Regions from separate parts of the Rattus norvegicus genome. Here regions 2 and 3 are each linked to region 1. Evidence: chromatin contacts called from public HiChIP or PLAC-seq data. All regions are on one chromosome and are shown on one strand. The core of a region is the stretch at or near the end of the contact, and the rest is flanking DNA. Distances in the headings are between cores, read along the strand shown. Region 1 overlaps Sox6 (SRY-box transcription factor 6). Region 2 has its middle 460 kb from the start of Insc. Region 3 has its middle 35 kb from the start of Sox6.

Evidence for each region. HiChIP or PLAC-seq counts read pairs in DNA pulled down with a chosen protein or histone mark.
Region 2: a contact with region 1 is called in an H3K27ac HiChIP or PLAC-seq map of oligodendrocytes, with 13 times the contacts expected there. The contact joins two enhancer-like sites. A contact is called at or near these places in 1 of 12 Hi-C or Micro-C datasets (Schwann cells) and 1 of 1 datasets of contacts at active chromatin or transcription factors (oligodendrocytes).
Region 3: a contact with region 1 is called in an H3K27ac HiChIP or PLAC-seq map of oligodendrocytes, with 7 times the contacts expected there. The contact joins two enhancer-like sites. A contact is called at or near these places in 2 of 12 Hi-C or Micro-C datasets (Schwann cells and liver) and 1 of 1 datasets of contacts at active chromatin or transcription factors (oligodendrocytes).

Annotation. Positions count from the first base shown.
Region 1 is chr1:179,301,062-179,305,067 of GRCr8, reverse strand. All of the region lies in intron 7 of Sox6 (SRY-box transcription factor 6), which reads left to right. Among named protein-coding and RNA genes, the nearest start is that of Trnav-aac35, 87 kb to the left of the region's middle. Within about 2 kb of position 2,202, at least 16 of the 93 cell types and tissues checked have an H3K27ac peak or open chromatin away from gene starts, as enhancers often do.
Region 2 is chr1:178,888,891-178,892,896 of GRCr8, reverse strand. No RefSeq gene overlaps it. Among named protein-coding and RNA genes, the nearest start is that of Insc, 460 kb to the right of the region's middle. Within about 2 kb of position 1,711, at least 56 of the 93 cell types and tissues checked have an H3K27ac peak or open chromatin away from gene starts, as enhancers often do.
Region 3 is chr1:179,698,132-179,702,137 of GRCr8, reverse strand. It overlaps a transcript of Sox6 not described here. Among named protein-coding and RNA genes, the nearest start is that of Sox6, 35 kb to the right of the region's middle. Within about 2 kb of position 2,312, at least 2 of the 93 cell types and tissues checked have an H3K27ac peak or open chromatin away from gene starts, as enhancers often do.

The DNA.
Region 1 (4,006 bases), core at 953-3,452:
TGAGTTCTAGGTCTGGACTTTGGCCTGGTATGCTTCCTCCCCCTGGAGAGGTATCTCCTCCTTCTGCAGGGAGGCTGATGACCACATAGCTCTTCCGATTCAGAGATACACATGTCTCTCATCAGGTTTATTTGATGCCACCAACTTCTCCGATGCTCTGGCTTTAACTCTGGTTTGAATGATTTTTCTATGAGTGTCTCTAGGTCCAGCAGACTTAAATTAAGTAGTAAGTGAACTGACCCAATGCTAAGCGACTAGATGGTTTCTGAAGTGCTTTCTGACTCCCTTAATTCAGTCATAGATTCAAACTTAACTGCTTAGTCCATGAAATCAACTGCTTTCAGAGCACAGTCAAAACAACCAGTAGGCTGGCTAAATATACCCTGTGTCCTCTGGTGTGTATGCACACACCCACAATCAACTGTCTTTTGACTCGCCTGCTATCTTAACACCGGTTAGCTAAATAAAAGATTACCACATTTTATTGTCAGACAAAATTTATATCTCATTCCCTCAACTGTTGCATTTCCAAGCCATTTGCTCACTATGTGAAAACAAGGCACATGTTGAAACTTGAAGAGTTTTCAAATACCTCCTCTAGTCACAAGATTGGCATATGTGTGCTGTGCTCAACTCTTAGAAACAGCCAAAGAAGCCTGCAGTTGGCCCCCAGTTTATTGACAGGCACTGTCAGTGGTTGCTGGGTGGGAATACAAGAACAAGGAGCTGTGCTCTGGAAAGGAAGATGAAGGGGGGATTGATGGCCTTCCAGCTGCTCTCTAACACCCTTCCTGCACACCTTGCAGTGGAGCAAAGACTCCTCCATTTCTTTCCTGGAGTAAACTAGAAAGGTTCAAGATTGAAGATCCTGGGTAGAAGCTTACTCTTTTGGAAATTTGTTTATTCTTTCTGCTGATTCAGCTGCCAAGGAAATTACTGTAGCATCGACAGTGGACCATCAACGGGCAAGTGTATCCATCTAGGAAAAATCACTGAATAACGTACCTTGTCTATTTATATAAAATGACTATGCTTGAAAATTGCAATAAAGCACAAAAGCTTTAAACTTCCAGCAAAATAAGCACATTAAGATGTGTTGGGCCTAAAATGATCTGCAGGTTCATTTGTCTTTCTATCTTATAATATATGTAAACTCACTGGGAGGAAGGATGCCTTGCAGTTGATGTGGAGAGGAGAAGAGGGTACTCTTGAGAAGCTGGCAAACTTAACAGAAATCCCCCAGAAGCTTCCCTATGGGAGGGGCAGAGATGCAGAGGCAAAGATCCCGCTTGCTTACGTGGTGGAGTGTTCACACAGGCCACAGGCAAGAGAACACAAGGGACATTGCTGTGTATAAAATTTGTGCCAGTCCTAAGCTCACCACTGGAGTAAAGGTTATCTTTTTATTTGCTTTTCCTTTTGAATGTTGGGGGAAGGGCAATTAGCTGAGGACAAGAGGGAAATTGTTAGGGACCTCTGTAAGATAAACTATTTTGTCTTTGTGTTGACATTATATTGGCTACAGCCTACACAGAGGGGGATTGCCTGGAAAGGGAAAAGTCAGGAAAGAGAGGCATTAATATTTTTTAGCGTGTGTGGGTGCAGCGGCAGCAGAGGGGCCCGTGTTTTCTTACGGCTCAGATGGCAAAGCTAAGCATTCAGCCTACGGCAGGAAAAAGTGCCTTTTTTGTTTTCTGACTGCAGAGTCCAGGCATTCCCAGGGGAACACAATGAATGGCCCATTTTGTCCAACGCGGTTTCATAGACATAGATCTCTTGTTTTTCATCATTATTCTTGCCCGTCATTGGGTGTGCACATGACATTTGAGCGTGTTTTAAAGTCTTAACACACTCATGTGCCTGCAATAAAGTTACTCATAACAATCCCGCTTTCTCCAGACAACAGAGCGGGGTCTGTTATTTTCATAAGTCATGGCAGCTGGGAGGCAATTGCATAGACAACAGCTTAATCTAGCTGGAAAATGCAGGAAAAGGACGGCACACACAAAATTTCCTCCCATGTTATTCTAACGTGGAAGAATAAAAAAAATTATCCATGGGTGGTCTAGCTCGGTAACTGATTGGCAGACATACTTTGGATTTTTTAGAATGGTAAATGTAAGGCATTACTTTCCCTGTATTTGCTAATTGGCTAGCGAGCAGGATCAGAATGTGATACTCAGGTTGGTCTTAGTGGTCATGTGCTACTCTGAGCTGCTGAGAAGCAGTGTGTTTGTATGAAAAGACATTGAGTGAGGCAGTTCTAACTCAATGGCGAGCCCTTTTCGAGAGGTTCATGGAAGGCTCACTGGAGGCTCATAGCAATTCACAGCTTCGTCAGGCTGTGCTTCTGGTGTGCAGTCAATAGTAGGCCCAAACTCACAGCGAATAACGGGTTGGGGAAGAGGAGAGAAGCTGAAAAATTGAAATCTAACCTCAAACTGCCCGGTGCAGCATGCAGGCTGTGCCCTCAAGGATGCTGGAGCACTATTAGTCACATGCATTTCGCCTGGAAGATAGGACAAAAGACCTGTGAGTAGAGTGGAGAGGGGAGCTTCCCCTTTCTCTTCCACTGTGACTGAGAGAGAAGGGATTGCACAGAACCCTGGGAAGGAAAAGACTTAGGAAGCAAGATTTGCCCTGCTGTGCTTAACCATATCAAACTCTGCTGGCTTTTTCCTTTCGAGGAAATATGCTGTGACAGAACTTCTTGTAGGCTCTTTAAAGATACACAGGTGACACAAAGCATTCAGTCTCTAAGACATAATGGCTTTGCTGGTAGTTTTACTGGAAAAGATGAAGCTGTCCAGGCTGGAACCAACTCAACCCTCCCTAGGATCTTGTGTCTGAGTAAGAATAATCTGGTTCATTTCCAGCCTTAGTAGGGAAATATTAACCCTCATGAGGGCACTTCTACAGGAGGCCTTATGGAGAAATCCAAACCACAGGCAGCTGGGGCATGAGCTAGGCCTCACTGTCTCCTCCCTTATGCGCCAATGAGCATGGAGACACCTTAAAGATTCAGTTTTCAAAGCCTCTACTTAGCGTTTTTTAAATTGTGTTTCCTTGCTCCATTATTATACTTTACTTAACACACTCTTTACTTACCTTTGGCAGAGTGCAACACTAGAGGGCCTGGAGCAAAGCCCTTGTGTGTCAAAAGCCAAGACAGAAGCCAATCCTCTGCTGACCTCTCATGTTGCCACACCCCAAACCCAGAACAGAGCCATTAACGGCAGGCCTTTACGGTAGCTTACCATCGAAGTTTGACTAGGGATCTGTAGTTGTCATTTGTGGTTCAATTGACCACCAATCCATTTTCTTTATGTGAATTTTCTTTAATTTTAATAAATATGCACCAGCATGAATTTTAACTTTTGCCACCAGGCAGGTGAGAACTAAGGTAACTCAATGACTGTGACGGTCAAGGGTTGAGCTGATTTCTCTCGGAGAGAAGCTGTGTTTACTCTGCAGTTGCAGTTGGCACCCAGTGACGTGAAGGGGGTGGGTTGGCATAGCAGTTTGTAATTAATAGGAAATAGGACCTACAAGGGAAGCTAGAAAAACAAAAAGCACTTTTTACTTCTTATTCTCCTTCCTTTTTTACGTAGATTAGAATGTTAGGTAGGACCCATGGAGAAAAGGAACTGGGCTATAAGCAGCCCTGTAAGGCAACTGCTCATCAAACTGATGGTGAGACATAGGGCCCATGAATAAAGACTGCTGAATTTAGGAGCAACCCAAGGATGAGGATATATGCTCATAACATAGAAGAGATACACAAAACATGTGCATATATATATATATATTTAATTTTTAATATACATTCACACATACACATAAAAACACTGTTGCTGTGCTCCTAAAATTCTTTAGGCACTTCCTCACTTACTGAAATACTCATTATTTTCCCTTTTCCAAAAAGATATATACGATATATATTATATATAAAATATATATTATATATGTGTATGTGTATGTATGTGTATAAGAATATAGATATTCA
Region 2 (4,006 bases), core at 462-2,961, 410 kb after region 1:
GTGGCACACGCTCGGACTGGACTTTGTTCCCTACTCCACTCCTACCTGCATGCATTCCCAAGCCTCAGCATCCTGTCCTGAACCCCTTCTTCCATGTCCCTTTCAACCCCTAATGACAATCCTCCGATATGACTGTCCTGGGATCTGGTCCTCTTCTGTTGCATTAGAGGTGACTTCCATGTGCTTTGCCACGGCTCACAGCAGCCCAGATCTCCACTCTGATCTCTCTCCAGAGTGGGAACCATCCCCGCTTGTTAAGGCTATCAGAATGACAGCCCACAGTGATAAAGCTCAGCCCCTCCAACAGGCGAGGTCCCCAGTCCCTAAAATCAGAAGGCACAATTATAAAGATTTAAATTAAATGGAAAAATACAGGAACTAGGAAATCAGGCTTCATTTCCACGTCCTCTCGATGCATGTTAGTGAATATTGTTGAGAACAATTAGGGCTGTATGAGTGAGGGGTTGTTTCTCGCTTGCTTGTCAGGTCAGAAGACAATCTGTTTATTTTCCTGATACAATTTTATTCAATAAACTGAAAGGATGGGAGCCTGGAAAGGGGGTATGAACAGGATGTGTGCCATCAATTTGTCAAATAAATAATCGTGCTTGGAAACAACAGATTTTATTAATTAGACAGGATGGTGTATTATTACCATTAAAGTGTTATATTGCATTAATTTTTATATTTTACTCGGCTACTAATTACTGTAAAAGATTTCGGGAATGAAGCAAAATAAAATCATGCAGCATTATACAGAATGTAAAGATAGCGTGAATTAATTTGCCCACTGAGCGAGAGAGAAAGAGGCACTGGGGCTGTCTGTGCTTCCTTGGCTGGCTTGCCCAAGGAGCCCCGGCAACAGTAACACCCCTGTTGTCTGTCGGCAGGCAGAGGGTGGGAGGTGAAGGATGCCTCAAGCCAGGGGTTTGAGGCCAGGCACTGATATTCACCCAGAGATCTCCATGTTCAGTCTCCACTTGCCTTAGGGCAATTGTAAGAGTTTGCCCGTAAAAAATAAAAAGGTGGGGGGAGACTCTTTCAATGTGGAAGGGATAAAAGGGAGGATGGCAGGGTTTATGCAGGTGTTTGGAAGAGTATTCAGAGGTCTAGACCCAGCCTGAGCAGGCTAATGCCCAGGTCCTGGTGGAGTCGAGAGGCCAGGTCCTGAGGGAATGGGAAGAGAATTTGCAGCTTCTCAGCCACTGCCCTGCTGGGACACGCTGAATCCAAGTGGTGCAAAGCTGGCTGCTGCTAATGCCAAGACAGCAGCGCCAGGAGATCCTTGCAGTAAGTGCAGGCCAGAGGTCTGGCTAAAACAGGTGTCTCCACCAGGGAACCCCATCAGGCGTTGGTACCACGGGGGAAAAAATACACACCTCACCTCCGTGCAGCCAGACGTGAGCTATGTGGATGCAGCCAAGTCCCCTTGAACCAGAGTTTATTCTTTAGTTTCGAAAATATAAAGTAAATTTTTGTGCTTCTCCCTTCACCAAACAACAACAAAAACAGGTTGTCAGCCCCAGGCAAGGGAAATCCACGCCTGGCACAAGGTCTGATGGGGGAGGCAGGATGGGTTGGGCCCTCTTTGGGAACTCCCCATGACTACAACGCTGCAGGGATGCCAGGACCCAACGGAGCCCCCACCCAGCAAAGTCCTCGCTGACCTGGCCAGTGCGGCTCTCGCCACCCCCCCCCCGGGGGGGGGGTGCGCTCCCAGGCGCAACTCAAGCCCAGCCACGTTTTTCTGCAGGCTAGGTCTCCACAGCCAGGGCCCAGGAGAACCCACATTTCTCACGACCTACTGCCACCTACTGTCCACAGATGGGAACTGCAAATCTCTTGGAAGTGTCCTTGGGGAGACAGAGTAGCAACTCTGGGGTGCACCTGCTTGAAGCCGGAGTTTCCAGAGTGTTCCAGAGTTGCACTGTAATGGAAACAGTTCAACCAGACCTCTTAAACTTCTGGTGCCATGTCTTATTTGGGTGACACCTGGGAGGTCTGAAAACTCTTCCCCTGGAGTTGAAAGTCTCCTCGGAAAGAATCGGATGTAAGACTTACAGTGAATGGTCCTATTTCTGATTTCCTGGGTATTAGATCTTAATCGGTGCTGGAGTCTGACCTCCCTGGCCAGGGCATGCCTTCAGCCTTTTTCTCTTTTACTTCCCCTAACGTTACTTCCTCTTAAAATTACAAGTGCTATTTGGGCCCTGAGCCCTGACTGTAGTAGTAATTTACAGACGAAGCCTTATGTGAACAGGAACCTGTTCTAGCTCCCAAATAATTGACACAAAGATCTGTTAAGTTTATTAGCAAGCTTTAAGCACTGTGACTGGACAGATCTTCATCTATCCTAACCCTCTAAGCTATCTATTTCCCAGTCACACGGTTCTTTACCTTCCATTTGATTCTCGCCATCTTGCTTTGGTCCAAGTGTTGCCTCATGTGTGTTCTCTCGTGGCCAACTGATGGCAAATCATCCCTTGGTGACCTGCTCATCAGGACTCCTCCTGGACCCTCTGTCTCATAGTCTTCCACATGGTCTCTCTACCTTCTTTCCTCATGGCCCTTCTCTCTTTCCTCAGGGTCTTTCTCTTCTCTCTTTCTGGAACCAGATAAAACTTCATCTTTAAATTATTACTGTATCGGACTGCACTCTGGCTAGCCAGGAGCTATTTAACCCTTTTGTACAATACTCAATATTATTCATCTTTAAATCCCAAATGATCATGCTTTCCATACCATTGGTCATGGTATGAAATGAGTAACTATATATGAAGGACCTGGAACGAGCCTAGAATTCAGTAGGTGCTTTATAAATGCACAGTAAGGGGATTGTACAAGCCTCGGATTATCTGCATACTATCACAAGATTTCCATTTGCCTTTGAGCTCCCTAAGTGCTCAAGTAATTTCTGACTCAGTCACAAAGCCACAGCTACCTACATAGGCGGAAGTAGTACCAGGTATCCGTCTAACCATTCATTCAGTAAATGTGCTGCACACTGTGCTCTGAGACCTTTCTCTCGCAGAGTTTATAGGGTTTGGCGAAGACAGGACGAGTAAGTTAGCCATAGGGCCGCATTCCTACAACTTCTGTACTTGGGAGGCAGAGGCAGGAAGATTGCAGCAGGTTGCGGGCCAGCCTGGTCTACATTCGGAATTCAAGGCCACATAGGGAATGAAAGGGCTATATAGTGAATGAGATTCTGTATTCAAAACAACCCAAACTAATAGATGTAAAAATGCAATGAATATTAAAGCAAGGATATCCAAGGTCTCTGAAGGAAGTGTGGGGTGGGGGACTTCTGCAGATGGGGGCAGCAGAGCGCTCTGAATGAGAGGTGTCTGTGTAGTGGGTGGACCGGTGCAAACTTGAAGGATGAAGGAAGGCAAGTGGTGGTATAGGGAGGACATTGGCTATGAAGGGGAACAGACATGATCTCAGTCTTGAAGGTGCATATCAGAGGATGCTGAGGGCATGCACATACAAGGCAAAGCTCATTGATCTGCATTCTCAGAGGGAGTGGATTGCATTGCATGTGAAGTACCGTTCGATAGACTTGATTATAAAAATAAGAGATGAAAGAAAAACAAACTGGACCAGGCCTGGTGTGCTCTGTCCATACCAGCAATCTTGAGGCCGAGACAAGAGAATCTGGAGTTTATGGCCAAGCTGTGCTACATGGCAAGACCTTGTCTCAAAGACTAGCAGTTGCTGGAGGAGAGAGAAATCTTTCCTTCAGTGGCATAGTCACTGGTAAGTGCCCAAGCTCCTGTAAAATAGCCACTCACCCATGCTCCTATACGTCGCCCCAATTAAACTCGTTAGTTTATGCACACAGACATGAAGGTAGGTGGGAGTTAGTTGGGAAGTGAGATATGAGTTCGGGGACAAGGTAAGATATAGACATATAAATATGTCGTAATGAAGCTCATTGTGGAGCCTAACCAATAGAATAACTAAACAAACAGAGAAGTGGAAAAGACTTCACATGAGATGAGAT
Region 3 (4,006 bases), core at 1,063-3,562, 400 kb before region 1:
ACTTCATGAGCACTAACACCTCTTTCTCCTCTGCCCTTCTGCATTTGCATTTCTTACTATGACAGGCTGAGAAGATTTTGTTTATTGTTTATCTGGTTCGTTGTTGCTTTTTTTGTTGTTATTCTAGAAGTGAAAAAAAGGAATGTTCTCTTGGACTATACGTCCTTTTAAATTAAAATGCAAAAATTGAGTTTTTTAGAATTATGAGGTATGGTACTCTGTGCTATATTGAACAACTACAATACTCAACAGTATATTGTAAAAACCAATGTTAGGAGACTACTTACCAGGCAGTGGTCATGTGCCCGTGTCTGCAGTGACGCTAATGCACTCAGCACGGCTCTCAGATGGAGTGATGCTCCGGGGATGCTGTCCACGAAGCGGCTCTCAGTAGCAGCAGAGAGCAGCGGCACTTTCTTTATACAGAAAAGCAAAGACTTACAACGTGTCAGCATAACCAGTAAATCTTCCTTTATACAGCTTCAAAATATATAGCTTTAAACAAATAAATGACAAATTTTGGTGGCATTATTGAGGTTTTATATAAATTTTTATTTGTCTTGTTTTAGGAGCTATTGGGTTTTAAGTCAATGATCAAATTCCCACATATTTTTCTTAAATATCATAAATCTGAAATATTTTATATAATTCTTTTTCAATTAATACAATAGGTACTAGAAGTATTGGTATTTCTTGAGAATAAGGTAACACGTTGGTTTTAAAGCTTTTAGCATTTTCTATCTTTTCATATTGGTTATTTTAATCCACTAGTGATATAACTCACACATCTATATTTATATCATGTATATGTATCTACTACTTAAAACAGCATTTTATGAAATTGTAGTTTGGGTTTAAGAGAACTATTTGCTTAAACATAGTTTAGGGATGGGTGTGTGTATATATCAATTGATGTTTTTGAAGTCAAGCAGAACATTCCCTAGAAATGTGTCTAAGAAACAATATCAGTACCATATCAGGCACAGACAGGTACTAGAGATGATAAAACACAGATAACATGCTGGGAGACGATTTGCAGATGGGTGTAATATCTGCCGTCATGAGGTTAGATGTGTCATGTTACTGTATATGTTTTTTAAAAATTAACCTAGGCCATTTCCCATTGATGGAGTTATGTGGCTAGATGGGGTTTAATGATGGCAGGTATTATAGAAACATGCTAACATGAACAAAATAAACGCTTAGTGCTGTTTTAGAAGAAGAAATGAACCAGTTCTGGGGTCTGGAATGCAACTTGCTTAAGAATATGGTTCTCTGTTTTTTCTTTCAACAGCGAGAAATAAGGTGCTGCACAACGGTAGCATTTCATGTCCTCAGCTGGTTCTGTATTTCCTTGTGATTATGTCCCCAATGTGAAAAGAGTCTAGTTTAAAAAACTAGTGTTTTGAAATATATGAAAGCAATTTTTACTAGACACAAGCACATTTTAAAGAACAGTATGGCCTTGTCAATTAAGTTTTTCAATTGTTATCTGGACATTAATTGTTTTGGTGCGTGGCATCAGAGCTCTTACTCCTCTCATTATATATTCATTAGTCATTCTTAGGAAGGATGTTTTTATTTTCCTTCTTCTATAGAAGAGGGTAAGGCTTTTCAGCTAATTATTCTTAGACATTTAGTCAAACTGGAAATAGTTCAAAATTTGCATTATGGTTTTGGTGGAGCTTTTCAAGTATATAGTATCTGATTGTCATAGTTTGGATAAAAATATTAACTGACGAGCATGGACAGAGAAACGGAATATAATTTAACTCTCTTCCAGGCTCTCACCTCCAAAGCGGGATGCTGATGCTCTTCTTCAAATCTGTGGTAGTCTTAAAAAAGGGAACAGGAAACCCTAAAATCTCAGAGAGGCAGTATTGATTCAATTCTTAACCCAAATCCTTCATATCATTGCTCAAAATAGCCAACTTTGCACCAATATTAGCCATTCTTTTTATAGTGACACCACGCTTAGTAAAAAACTTCTAAGCACTGAGGTCAGGTGTTGAGATTGGATTCTAGTTTATTTTTTATGAATCAGATAAAGATTTCTGTGCATGAGACCATATGTGAAGATGAGAGAACAAGAACATTTCCATATCAAAGGCAATATATCTGAGCTGCCTGGTAATTAAGATGCAGTGGTTTGGGCTCTGCACTGGCACTTAGAGCATCTCCGGGCCCTGTGCATCATGCAGGCTGGTGCATCATGCAGGCTGGTGCCTCTGCGTACTTCTTGAAATACACTTATGATTTTGTACAAACATTTATGCCAGTCCACACTTTTCTGTGGATAATTTGTATTTCATCCAAACCATTCAAAGTCGAAGTTATTTTTCGAGCTACCCCCTCATTATGGCTTTTGTGCGTCAACTATTTTTATTCTAGTTGTTTGTATTTCCTTTTACCAGAATGATGGCTTGTTTATATTCAGAATCTCTTCTTGCTCCTCTAAGACCCCTAATATATCACCCATTTTACCATTCACTCAAAAAACTTACATCTTTAGGAAGGATGTGAGTTATTTTCTGAGGTTAATTGTAGATGGTGCAATCCACTATAAACTAATAAACCACATTAAAAGTCAACTGCCTAGTTATTTGTGCTTTACAATGCTAATATATTTAGGACTCCTCAGTAACTTGTGTAGAATATAATATTGGGGAAATTTCAAAATGTTTAGAGAAGAATCCAGAAATCTTCTGTTTTACGTTTTTATAGCATGAAAATGTGTGGTGACATTTTCTTTTATACTCCACGTGAAAAGCAATACTTTGAAACTGTAGAAATCTTGCCATTTATCTAGAGTTACTTGTTTCTTTGCATTTAAAGAGAGATGTTTGGTTTTATTTTGTAATACATTGAGTTAGTGTCTTAACCTGTTTGGGACAGAACAGCGATACAGTGAAAGCTGCTGTAAATTAGAAGAGTGAAACAGGAGGATCTAGCGGTTGGTGCTCTAATGCTGCGTCTGTTTAGGACGCTTTGCATCTTTGGGAATCAGCTTGAATGTGGTCTGTAATTTTCTGGACTTTCTATTTCTGTGTTTTCTCTCTATGAGCGTTCTGCTGGCAAGGACTGCTCTTGGTGTATTTCATTAGGAAGCTTCGAGGGTCACTGAAACCTTTTTAATGCTTTCTCCGGATTGAAGTATTACTGTTTATTGAGGGTTGATATGATACTATAAATCCTGTAAGAATCTTCCATGTTTTAGTTATTTTGGACCAAATTGCTTAAATATATTGATTTAATGCTTTTCAGTGACGTCCCATGTAAAGCGGCAGAATGAGATCAATGCATTGTATGATGTGGGTATTATGATATGCAGATTTCTCATGCTATCTCAGATGTCATCGCAAGATAACCCCTTACATGATCTTCCTGTCACCTGCATCTGCTCATTGTTTCTAGTCGTAGTAAAGAGAGATGTTGAATTGTCTGCCTTTGATATATTCCTCGAAATGCAGAAAGGGGCTTCAGTGCTGTTTTTGATTTTACCTTCTAAACACAGTCTCTGCTTCTTTGAAGAAAGTAGTTCTTTAAAATTGTACAAAGAAAACTGAAAACACTTCATTTTCCAAGTCTAAAAGAAGCTCAGTGTGTGTAAGAAGAAAATACAACATTTTTTTTTAATCAAAGAGCACAGGTTTAAGAAGGCACTCATTCTGACACATGGCCGTGAAGCCTTCATTTCATATTGTGCAGACACATTACTGGGAAATGTGATTGGGTGCTCATTTCTTCGCACCCAAAGGACATCTGCTGAGGGCAGATGTTTGTTACAGAAAACTTAGGCTTTCATGTCCAGCTTTACTACCTGTTTACTACGAAATGTAGCATTTGGCCAGTTGCAAAACTTGCTTCCTTTTTCCTCTTCTGTAAAACAGAAACATCCACGTATCTTTTCTTTCCTAGACAGAACTCACTTGAACTCTAGAGCACTTGGGGGAGCCCTGAGTGAGTAAATGTAGTGTCTGGATTCATGACCTCTAAAATTTGATGA